Linked DNA regions of Mus musculus: region 2 is linked to region 1. A link is a contact called in public ChIA-PET data. All regions are on one chromosome and are shown on one strand. Each heading gives the region's core, a stretch centred on a gene start, on an enhancer-like site or on the middle of the called end of the contact. The rest is flanking DNA. Distances are from core to core; before and after follow the strand shown. Region 1 has its middle 10 kb from the start of Gm32450. Region 2 has its middle 58 kb from the start of Pde4d.

The links. ChIA-PET counts read pairs in DNA pulled down with a chosen protein or histone mark.
Region 2: a contact with region 1 is called in an RNA polymerase II ChIA-PET map of effector CD8 T cells, with 22 read pairs. The contact joins two enhancer-like sites. A contact is called at or near these places in 1 of 15 datasets of contacts at CTCF or cohesin (CD8 T cells) and 2 of 115 datasets of contacts at active chromatin or transcription factors (effector CD8 T cells and memory CD8 T cells).

Annotation. Positions count from the first base shown.
Region 1 is chr13:108,424,455-108,429,363 of GRCm38.p6, reverse strand. No RefSeq gene overlaps it. Among named protein-coding and RNA genes, the nearest start is that of Gm32450, 10 kb to the left of the region's middle. Within about 2 kb of position 2,818, at least 15 of the 459 cell types and tissues checked have an H3K27ac peak or open chromatin away from gene starts, as enhancers often do. A contact at or near this core is called in CD8 T cells, effector CD8 T cells and memory CD8 T cells, where this site is marked.
Region 2 is chr13:108,593,529-108,598,713 of GRCm38.p6, reverse strand. No RefSeq gene overlaps it. Among named protein-coding and RNA genes, the nearest start is that of Pde4d, 58 kb to the left of the region's middle. Within about 2 kb of position 1,598, at least 30 of the 459 cell types and tissues checked have an H3K27ac peak or open chromatin away from gene starts, as enhancers often do. A contact at or near this core is called in CD8 T cells, effector CD8 T cells and memory CD8 T cells, where this site is marked.

The DNA of each region.
Region 1 (4,909 bases), core at 1,569-4,068:
CACATTAAAGCCAGAGAAAAATGAGTGTCAAAAAACAGCGGATGCTTCAAAAACGAAGACCTTTGCGTGAGGTTACATCATCATTATTACAGCCATTAACTACATGCAGTGCCATTTTTAAACTAAGAATGGTAAGAACTATTCTACTTCAATACAGACTTCTGTAGAGTTATTCTTATGGGGCGGGGGGGGGGGGGGGGGGTGGACAGCAACCTGAAAATAATTGAATTCTTTATATGCTTTTTTTTTCCACGTTGCTCATCTATTCGTTTTCTCCCTGAGGACATCATGAAGTGTTGTAGCTCAGGAGACATGCGCAAGAGGCATCCGCTTCCTTTCTCATACTTCTTCTGGATGCAGGGAGAGTCCCCAGAGGGGTTTTCCATCACGACTCCCAGTGTACAAGCTAAATCTAATTCTAATTGCTACTTACATTAGCTAAGCTCACAATTTAAATCATAGTGATGACATTTTATTGAGGCAGGGGAAATTGCTTAAGCAAATTTCTGTTTACTTGAATGAATTGTAGCCTAGACTCAAGGATGTTAAGGCTGAATCAGAGTCCTGGAAATTTCACCTCCTTTAGTTTACATTGTATGTAAAATAGTTAGGTAGTTAAAATCAGATAAAGAAAATCGTTGGCTTTCATATGAATAGTATAAAATATAAATTGTCTTAAATGAATACAATAAATTCTAATATATTTAAATATATTACTATAAATGTATATATAGAATATTTGTTACAGATAGACACTTTAGATACTATTAGATATAGATATAAAATAATAGATGCATGAATACTGTTTTAAATTCAAAGACTTTCAAGAAGATGCACTCCCAGAAGGTAAGACAGACCACAGCCACTTAAAACGAAACTAAGAAACAACAAAACAGTTCTTGTTGATTAGCTGCTGGGCACAGTCTAGACGCTTCCCTCCCTGGAATTGTAGCTGAATACTCTTTAATCACCATGTCAAATGACAATGACATTTTTCTCTAAAAGAGCTAATTAGAAAGCCTTTCTAGTGTTTGTTGTATGTTCTACTTGATCCTCAGTAAATACTATAGGGTCATGACTGTGGAGAAGTCATTCAACATCATTTAATGAAAATAACCTCAACACAAGTTCTAACAAACAACGCCAGTAATTATTGAAATAAATGACTTGGTTGGAATTCAGCTATGACTGGCCTTATGGCTTTTCTGTTGACTGCACAAATCAAGTTTTCTATTCTCTGTCATATTTGTAAGATAAAAATGAATATGACTTTATTGTTATATGTGGAATATAGGCTCCTTTGTGGGGTAATGAGTCTCAAAATGTTTGTTTTCAGGTAACATTTATAGAATTTTTAAATGTAATTTTCTAGTATTTCTTTCAAAGTATTATATTTACATTATTCTCAACCTTCCCTCATCCCCCTCCAACTCCTTCCATGTCCCCACTCTCTCTCTCAAAGTCATGACCACTTAATTATTGGTAGAAATATATACATATGTACAACACTCACACACACTGCTGAGTACATTTCGTGTTGCTCTTATGTACACGTGTTCAAGGCTGACCCCTTTAGATTGACTCATCTTTGGTGGGGGTGGGTCATGCCTGGAGAATACATCGGCCATTGGTTGCCTGTATCTTTTCCTTTAAAGGCTGCATTTTCTTTCTTTGTTCTGTTTTTCTTTCATGTCCTGTTAGAGAAAGTTTTTGTTCCTCATAAAAGCCTGCCTCTGTCTTCAAGTTTATTGTGATAGACCTTAGTGATCTTGATCCTTGCCCCTGACTTCATTGTTTCAACGTCCCGTTCTGAGCTCCCATTGTAACAGAAGCAACGAGTTTTGATGTTTTGAAGCTTCTGCTGGTTTCTTGGTATTGTGCGAATGGTTTGGGTTTTTTTTTTTTTTTTTTTTTTTTTGGACAGGGTAAATACTATAATCATTTCATGTGCAGGTTTGTGTCTGAGTTCCTGTTTTCGGTTTGTTTGGACATATAACAGGAAAATATAGTTAACTTCTTGAGGAATTTCCAAAGAATCTTGCAGCTCAAGCCTGGCATCCTTTCAAACGGCCACAGAAGATAAAGAATAGTGAGGGAGAGGGTGTCCGAGTGGGAGATGGGAGAATGGAATATCCTAGATGAACTCCTCAGTGGTTCTTAGCCCTGGCTTCCCACGCAACCAGCCCAGGTAACTCTGCAAGTGACAGTGAAATACGATGAGAGAATCTGGTTAAAACAGAACTTTAGAATGCACATTCCTCCACTAAGCATCTTCCCCCAAACCTCCCATGCAACACCCTTGCAGTCCCTGTGCTGGAAGCAGCACCCTTGCAGTCTCTGTGCCCAGCCCCATCTGCTATATATTACTTCCTCTGGCTTTGTGGAGACCAGGTGAGAAAGTGTCACTGTGAACCATTTGAATGACTCAATTAGCATGTTAAAAATATTTTTAATCAAAACAACAGTCATATTTCATCAGGAAATATCATTCTATTATGTCTCCAATAAAACACAATACCGAGGCAGCATTATCAAAGCTTCATAAGGTTAAAAAAAAAAATCACTTCAGTCGCTGTACACATAATGTACACAGAGGCGTGCTTCTTGTTTTAAAATAAGAAGTAAAGCTGACTGTCTGAAACTGTAGGACACAAAGTCCTTTAAATAAAAACTAAAGTCAAACTTTCTCATGGCTGCTGCTGCGCTTCTGTTGCAGCAGAAAAATAAACCCTGAAATAAAGAAAGAATACGTAAGTCTGAAGACGGCCACAGGCCACAGCAGTAAGGTGAGAACTTACACATTTACTAAGGCCCCATGACAGCTGAGCACGGAAATGGTCCCTTCCCAGACTACACTATTGCCCATGAAAGGAAGCTATGTGGGTTAGTTTGGGGTTTTTTGTCTTTGTTTTTTTGTTTCTTTGTTCTTACCTTTTTGATCCCTGGCTAAATGAAAAGGAAATACCAATAGGTATGATTATCAGATTCTGCTAGAGTTGCCTAGGCACTTGCTTGCGTTAGCTTATTTAGTCTTGCCATTCACTCTTTTGTTTGAAAGATCAAGAATCTGAAGTGGGTTAAGAGAATGGATCCATGATAAATAAAGCATTTGCCGAGTGTGCGCATTGTCCCCAGCACCACGACAAGATGACAAGAGAGGAGAGGAAATGAGAAAGGCAAGAAAGAATGGGAGCCCTGAAAACATTAGCTCTCACCTGTCAAAATTATTAAACCTCCATAAAACCCACAGGCTAAAAGTTAACAAAAGAGGAACAGAATATGTTTCAAGCTGATGCCTCAGGAGAACGCACAACAAGTTTGCTGCCGGCCCTAATGCTGTCCTGAGAGGACCATGTGTAGCCTGATAGACAAATTAGACAACACAAAACCTTAAATAAGAGTGAGGCATTTACCTTATAGTGCATAAAACTAGCCAATTAGTATGGAAGAAAAGAGAACACAGGAAATAAAGACACCGGAATAAATTTTGAACAGAGGCACAAGTGAAGCCTAACACTGGTTCTCCACAGTGGATGAATAATTTGCCTAAGTGACAGAGCTGAGACACACGTCCAAAATGAACTCCTTAAGCCAAGCTCTTGGGCCTTAGTCTAAACAGCTGCCCATATCCTGAAGGGTATGGTCTTAATAAGAGCAGCTCTGACCATTTATACAAGACAATCTAAAATGTAAGCAAAGCCTGCTTTAGACTTGGTGTTCAACAGTGAAGTCATCTTGTTATTGCAACGGCCTTAGAAATGTTTCTGAAACCTACATCTTTTCTACTTTAAAATCTCTCTCTCTCCCTCTCCCTCATCTGAAAAGAATTGCTTACAATTTCTGTGAAGATCAATATTATAGTTAACAAAAGCTGTTAGATTGCTATTTTGCACAAAGGGGGAAATTTTGTTAAACTTCATTGAGTAGGATCATAAAAAACTACTTTGAAAATAAAATCTTATAGTTACTAATGAGATTCTAGGTGACTTTTAACACTTCATAAACAAAAAATAATGTATCCTATTATTATATTTAACCAGTATTAATTCTGCTCTGCTTTCTCCTTTTTTTCCTGTTTTGTTGTTGTTGTTGTTTGTTTGAGGGGTTTTTTGTTTTTTTGTTTTTCTTTTTTTACATGCCTCTTTGAAGCCTAAATCCCTGGACAGCTCTCTAAGCAGAGGATCCCTGGGTACATTCCCAGACTAGCAACTTCTGCATCACCTAGCATGTTAGTAGGCTTTGGATTGGCGAAACAAAATACCTGCCTAAGAGTCAACTTGGAGGAAACCTTTATTCCTGCTTCCCCCATAGCTTCAGAGACTTCTGTACACTCTTTGGCAGGTGTTTCTGAGCCTGTGGCCAGGCAGAATATCCTGGAAGTGGGCAGGAGAGCTAGGAAACATCATACACAATTTAAGAGTAAGTACCCTCCAGCTAGACCCCATCTCCCAGAGTCCCCACCACATCCCAAAGGGCCAGAAAAACAAAACAAAACAAAACAAAACAAAGCCGAATGCATTTGTGTTTACCACTCTGGAGGTGGTGGGACCTGGGAGAACGGAGCCTAAAGGTGATGCTAACTAGAGTCCCATGCAATGGTCAACTTAACTAAGAGCCTTAGACAATTTACACTCTGAGGTGTTAAGCAGAACCACCTGAGTGAGATGTCCAATCAAAAGGACAAGCAGCAGGTGGCCAAGACCTATCTTTCCACAGAGGCGCATAAACTGATAAGAAAAATAACCAGTTGCACTGAGGAATCTGAAGTCAACTCCCTCCTATCCACTACACCTGGGAGGAGCACAAAGACACATCCCTAGACCACTTCTGTGTTTTGAAGACACTGAGGTTGCAAGACTCTTATCTGCCCCCACCTCCACCCCAACCTTGGAGTTTTCTCCCAAGCACT
Region 2 (5,185 bases), core at 349-2,848, 170 kb before region 1:
ATGACAAGGAAGATGGGGTTTCCAGAGACGAGCTTGCAACACATGGGCCTTGATTGCTGGGATGATCTTCCTGGGTCAGCTCTTGACATGCTGAGAAGTACTACCACATGTGGGCAAGCAGGCATCTGACATAATGTTCGGAGAGAAGAACTAGGTTTATTTAATTAATCAATCTAATAAATGGGAATAATTACATGTAGCTGGTAGCCACCATAGTAGGCAACACAGTTCTAAAAGAATGAATCACAAGAAAATCAATTGGTGGAGGACAGAGTAAATGATAACTAGGTTTCTTGATAGTCTCTTAACTCCCATGAGGCAGAGGCTCCTGTGAGACCCTAGGTCAAGTTTTTGACACGTACGTCCTCTCCCTACCTATTTCTAACCTTTTCAGCTCATGTATGAATGACCATAGAGGACCAGAGAACAAAAAAGAGGAACAAGACTGTGACACTTGTTGGACCATTGTGATGGTTGGTTTCTCTCAACTTGACTCAAACATAGACCTATCTGTAAAGAGGAAATCATAACTGAGACAATGCCTTCATAGACTTGTCTGTAGATAAGCCTGTGGGGTACTGTCTTGGTTAATGTTTGATAAGGGAACAGGGGGCAGGGCATCTCACTATGAGTGGTGCCATCCCTGAGCAAAAAAATGGTCTACCATTGTATGAGAAAACTGGCTGAACATGTCATAGGAGCAAGCCAGTAAACAGCATCCTTTGATGGCTCCATTTCAATTCCTGCCTCCTGATTCATGTCTTAAATTTCTGCTCTGACTTCCATTCATGATGAACTATAACTATAACTATACCCTGAAATAAACCCCCCACCCCGCCACATCATTATACGCCCTAAGACAGCCATCTGACAGAAGAAGGAACGAGAGCAGGGATGAGGCCTCCCACCCTGGGTCCCACAATGATGGAACTACAATGATGAGGCCACCTGACAAGCCCTTCACCCTCTTCAAGAAAACCTGCCTGCCACCTCATAGCTCTCACTGTTGATAAACTTTGTCCTTAAGCTACTTCTCCTCACCCACATAACTCTCCCCCTGCTAGAAATAACCTGTGTTACATAGCTTTTAGTTTGAGGAATTCTCAAACTCTCACTAGGGTAGAGATTCTGGCCCTGTTAGGGACAATGAGGTCACCATTTCATCCCAGGACTCCTTAAACTATTCACATAGTACTGACTACTATACCCAGACAACATCTAGTGAAGCACTTCATTGTATCTAATAAGAGTACCAAGAAAAAGACAGCTTAAACGACCTTAAATGTTATAGGATGGCTTCTTACTTCCTCATGGCCTGCATCCACTTAGATGATTATGTTTGCAGGGTTTCTGATTAGAAAATCCAATGGTAGAAATTTTTTTAATTGTTAATTTTTAATTCCTAAAACGCCTACTAGCTAATGATTACCATTCCAAATTCTCTTTAAACACAGATTAGTGAAGTGAAGTGTCTACTTCAAGAACACAAAAGAGAAAAAGTCTAGAAACCAGATTAAAAAGCAAGTTAGACCCCCACCCAGCAGTTCTGCCACATCCTGTCTTTATTGTCACAGTAGCAACGACACAGTATGAGGCTTCCTGTTCTTCCCAACACTTGAGTTTCATAACTTTTGAATTTAGCCTGAATTGATACCAAAAGTTGCATTGCCATCAACTAAAAAAAAAAAAAAAAGATATGCCTTGCTAAATCGAAATAACAACAAAGTAAGATTTTTTTTTTTTACCATAATTGGTAAGCATACCCTTTCTAAATGTATGCCACTTCTAACAGTGAGTCGGGGCTATCTGTCTCATCTCTTCTTTTTAAAACTCGCTCTGTTGTTTGTTAGCAACAAGTCATATATATTATTTGCTATATATTAAATATTGAGGAATATATATTCCTAATTATAACATGCTCAGTCTGTATAATGTTACATGTATGTATTTTTTTTCAGGGCTGATATTTTAGTATTGAAGTGGCAATTGGTGTTTTCTCCTTGCTGTGACAAAATCACCAACAAAATAGTAACTTGAAGGAGGGAAGGTTTATCTGGGAGACTGGTTCCAGGATAGAATCCAAGGTTGCAAAGAAGGCATCTCAGCAGGAGTGACCTACAGCTGCATGGAGGGAAGGACTCTCTCACAGCTCAGCGAATCAGGAAGCAGCATCCACAAGTGCTGCCACCCATCAGGCTTTTCTGATGCCTTCCCAACTAGTTGCTGTTTTATGCTTCTTTGTTTGCTCTCCTCCTCAGTTTAGCCTCCTGGGAAACATCCTCACAGACAGGCTCAGAGATATGCCACATAAGTGATTCTGAGTCTGGCCAGGTTGACAAAAAAATGATTAACAAGAGAGTTACATGCGTGTAAGTAATGTGTTATTGTTTATCTTAGCGTTTAGATTATAATACAATAACATCATTTTTCCCTTCACTCCCCCCCCCAACATTCTCATATACTCCTCCTTGTTCCCTTTAAAATTCATGGCCTCTTTATTTCATTATTTGCTGTTACATGCATGCATGCATGTGTGTGTGTGTATTCCTTAATATATTAATATATTATACAAACATACACACACACACACACACACACACACACACACATATATATATATATATATATATATATATTCATATGGCTTGTTTAAACAAACTCACAAGCTTTAGGATGGCTGACTATCTTATTTTGACCTGCATCTTTCTAGAACATTCTCTTTTGTGTTCTTGTATAAGATGCCAAAATTCAATAATCTGTGATCAGAAATTAAGAAATGATAATCATTAGATAGTAAGAGTGTTGTAGGAATTAAAATGTAATAATTTTAAAAATTCCTACCAGTGGAAATTCTAATCAGAAACTCAGAAAATATAATCATCTAAGTGATTGCAGGTCATGATGAAATAACAAGCTATCCTATAGCATTTGAGTGTGCCTAAGCAACAAGCCTATATATATATTCCTAATTATAACCTGCTCAGTCTGTATAATGTTACATGTATGTATGTTTTTCAGGGCTGATATTTTAATATTGGAGTGGTAATTGGTGTTTTCTTCCCCAGGGAAAACTATTTCTCCCACTATCATCATTCCTTAATTTTTGTATGGGGTCGAGGCCTCCTGGTCTTTCCCCCATCCAGTTCAGCATGTCTATTATTTTTAAAGCTAAGAGGAAATAGCAGAGCCTGTGGTAACTATATCTGCTATCTCAACTCCTACCATTGTTTTTTATATCTCAACTAGAAATCCCCAATACACTATTTATTTATAGCAGTCACAACTCTGCTCTGTTTGAGATGACAGACACATCTACAGTGAGTAATGGGCAGAGTCCAGGGTTTAGAGTACTGTCTGTCCTGGTGGCAAATTGATATATAGTCTCCAGCAAATTCAATTTGAGATCATGATTTTTCTGTAAACGTGCCTCAATACAGCTGCCACATTTCTGAACTCCAGGCAAAATTTATGATTAGACTTCAGGATATATTATCGTATAAGAGCTTAATAGAAAACTCCCAAAATAGCAACATTATGATTACCAGTCTTCACTTTATTCCTGGATGCTTAATACTCTCAGTTTTCTATTAGCAGCCTTTTTAATGAAGATTAATTTCATTTTCTATCAGCTGTGTTAATAAACAGTATTGTTGAGAAAATAGGACTACATGGTACAATTAGCTAATACCCATTCCTTCTATTTCTTATACACACATTGAAATAAATGGCAGTATAAATGAGATTGGGGATTTCAATCTGTTCACTAGTGGCTGCTTAGAAAAGTATTATAAACTCAGCACAATTATCCCTCGGTGTTCTAAGAACCAAGAGCAGTTGGCTCAATGAAATGCTAAACAGACTCGGGAACAAGGTGGAGGGTAGGGGCCACAAGTAAAAGGGGTCATCCAAATGGGCTGTAAAAGGTGTGTTTGGAAAAGCTCAGAGGAGTGGTCATTTGGAAATAAGGGCATGATGTCATATCTGAGAGTAACTCTTCCTGATTTACTATGGGTCTAAGTGATGTCAGGACAGTTTTCACCTACTGAACACACTAGAATGAAGAGAGGAAATTTCCTCAGAAGAACTCCAATTTGGTCAGAAAGCTGTTGATAATCCCAGCAAATTTACAGTGGATGAAACCTGGATTCCTAGCACGTTTGAAGCTTATCTCCCTTTGAAGGTACAATGATCCAACCTTCTTCACCAATTACTTATTTTATTCTTGTAGAAGCTCGTAATTCCAAATTTCTTAGATGTTCCTTGTATGAACAAGTAAGATGGTCTTCCCATTAAGAGGAAGTTTTCCCTCCTTGAATCCTGGTGAGCTTTGTGTCTTCTTGCAACCAGGATGATAGAAGATGGAAGACCACGTGGTTTCAAAGGCTGGCGATGAAAGACCATGCAGCTTCCATCTTCTCCAGTTGGATACAGGTCCTTGAAGCTCTGAGTTCCACATACACTGAGACAATCAAGCTGAGAAGCAGCCAAGCCTCTTGCAGAGGTCACGTGATGAGATCTGGATGTCTAACCTGTAAGTAAGAATCTCCAGCTGGCCACAGCCTCAGCATCAAGTCTCTTCTTCCCTTCTGGTGCTCACAGCTGGAGCACACACAGCATGTTCCCTGCAGAGCCCCACTGACTTCTTGACCCATATCCTCCTGTGTGAATATAACAAAATGATTGGCCTCTGCTGCTAAGCTCTCTGGTAATTTGTTACACAGCAGCAGTTTCTGGAACAATCCTATTACTGAATCGCAACCTCTGATCCTTCTCAGTGGAGATTCTAATCCTGAAATGAGAACATTTCCCTTAAGTCTTGACCCCAAGTTCTCTTATGCAAATGAAAATCCCATATATCTCGTGGTTGACAGAAGCTCCTCAACTCATAACTTCACCCTTCCAGAAATTAAATATGTGTCCCTCTATCAATCAAACACCCTTCCCAGTTCAGCCTCCCTTAGAAAGTCTTCTCAATTTAATCACAGAAAATGCAATGGCCTGCAATTTTCTCTCACCAATGACAACTAACAATATATCTCCTGAGTGATTAATATCATTTTTAAAATGAGAGAAATATAAACCATGAGTCCTGTTCCCAAAGGGTTTCCTATTCTGCCTAGGAAGTAGAGCTAAGCTATTTTTCTACCACCACCTATAGAACAAAAGAATTGTGAGAGATACATTT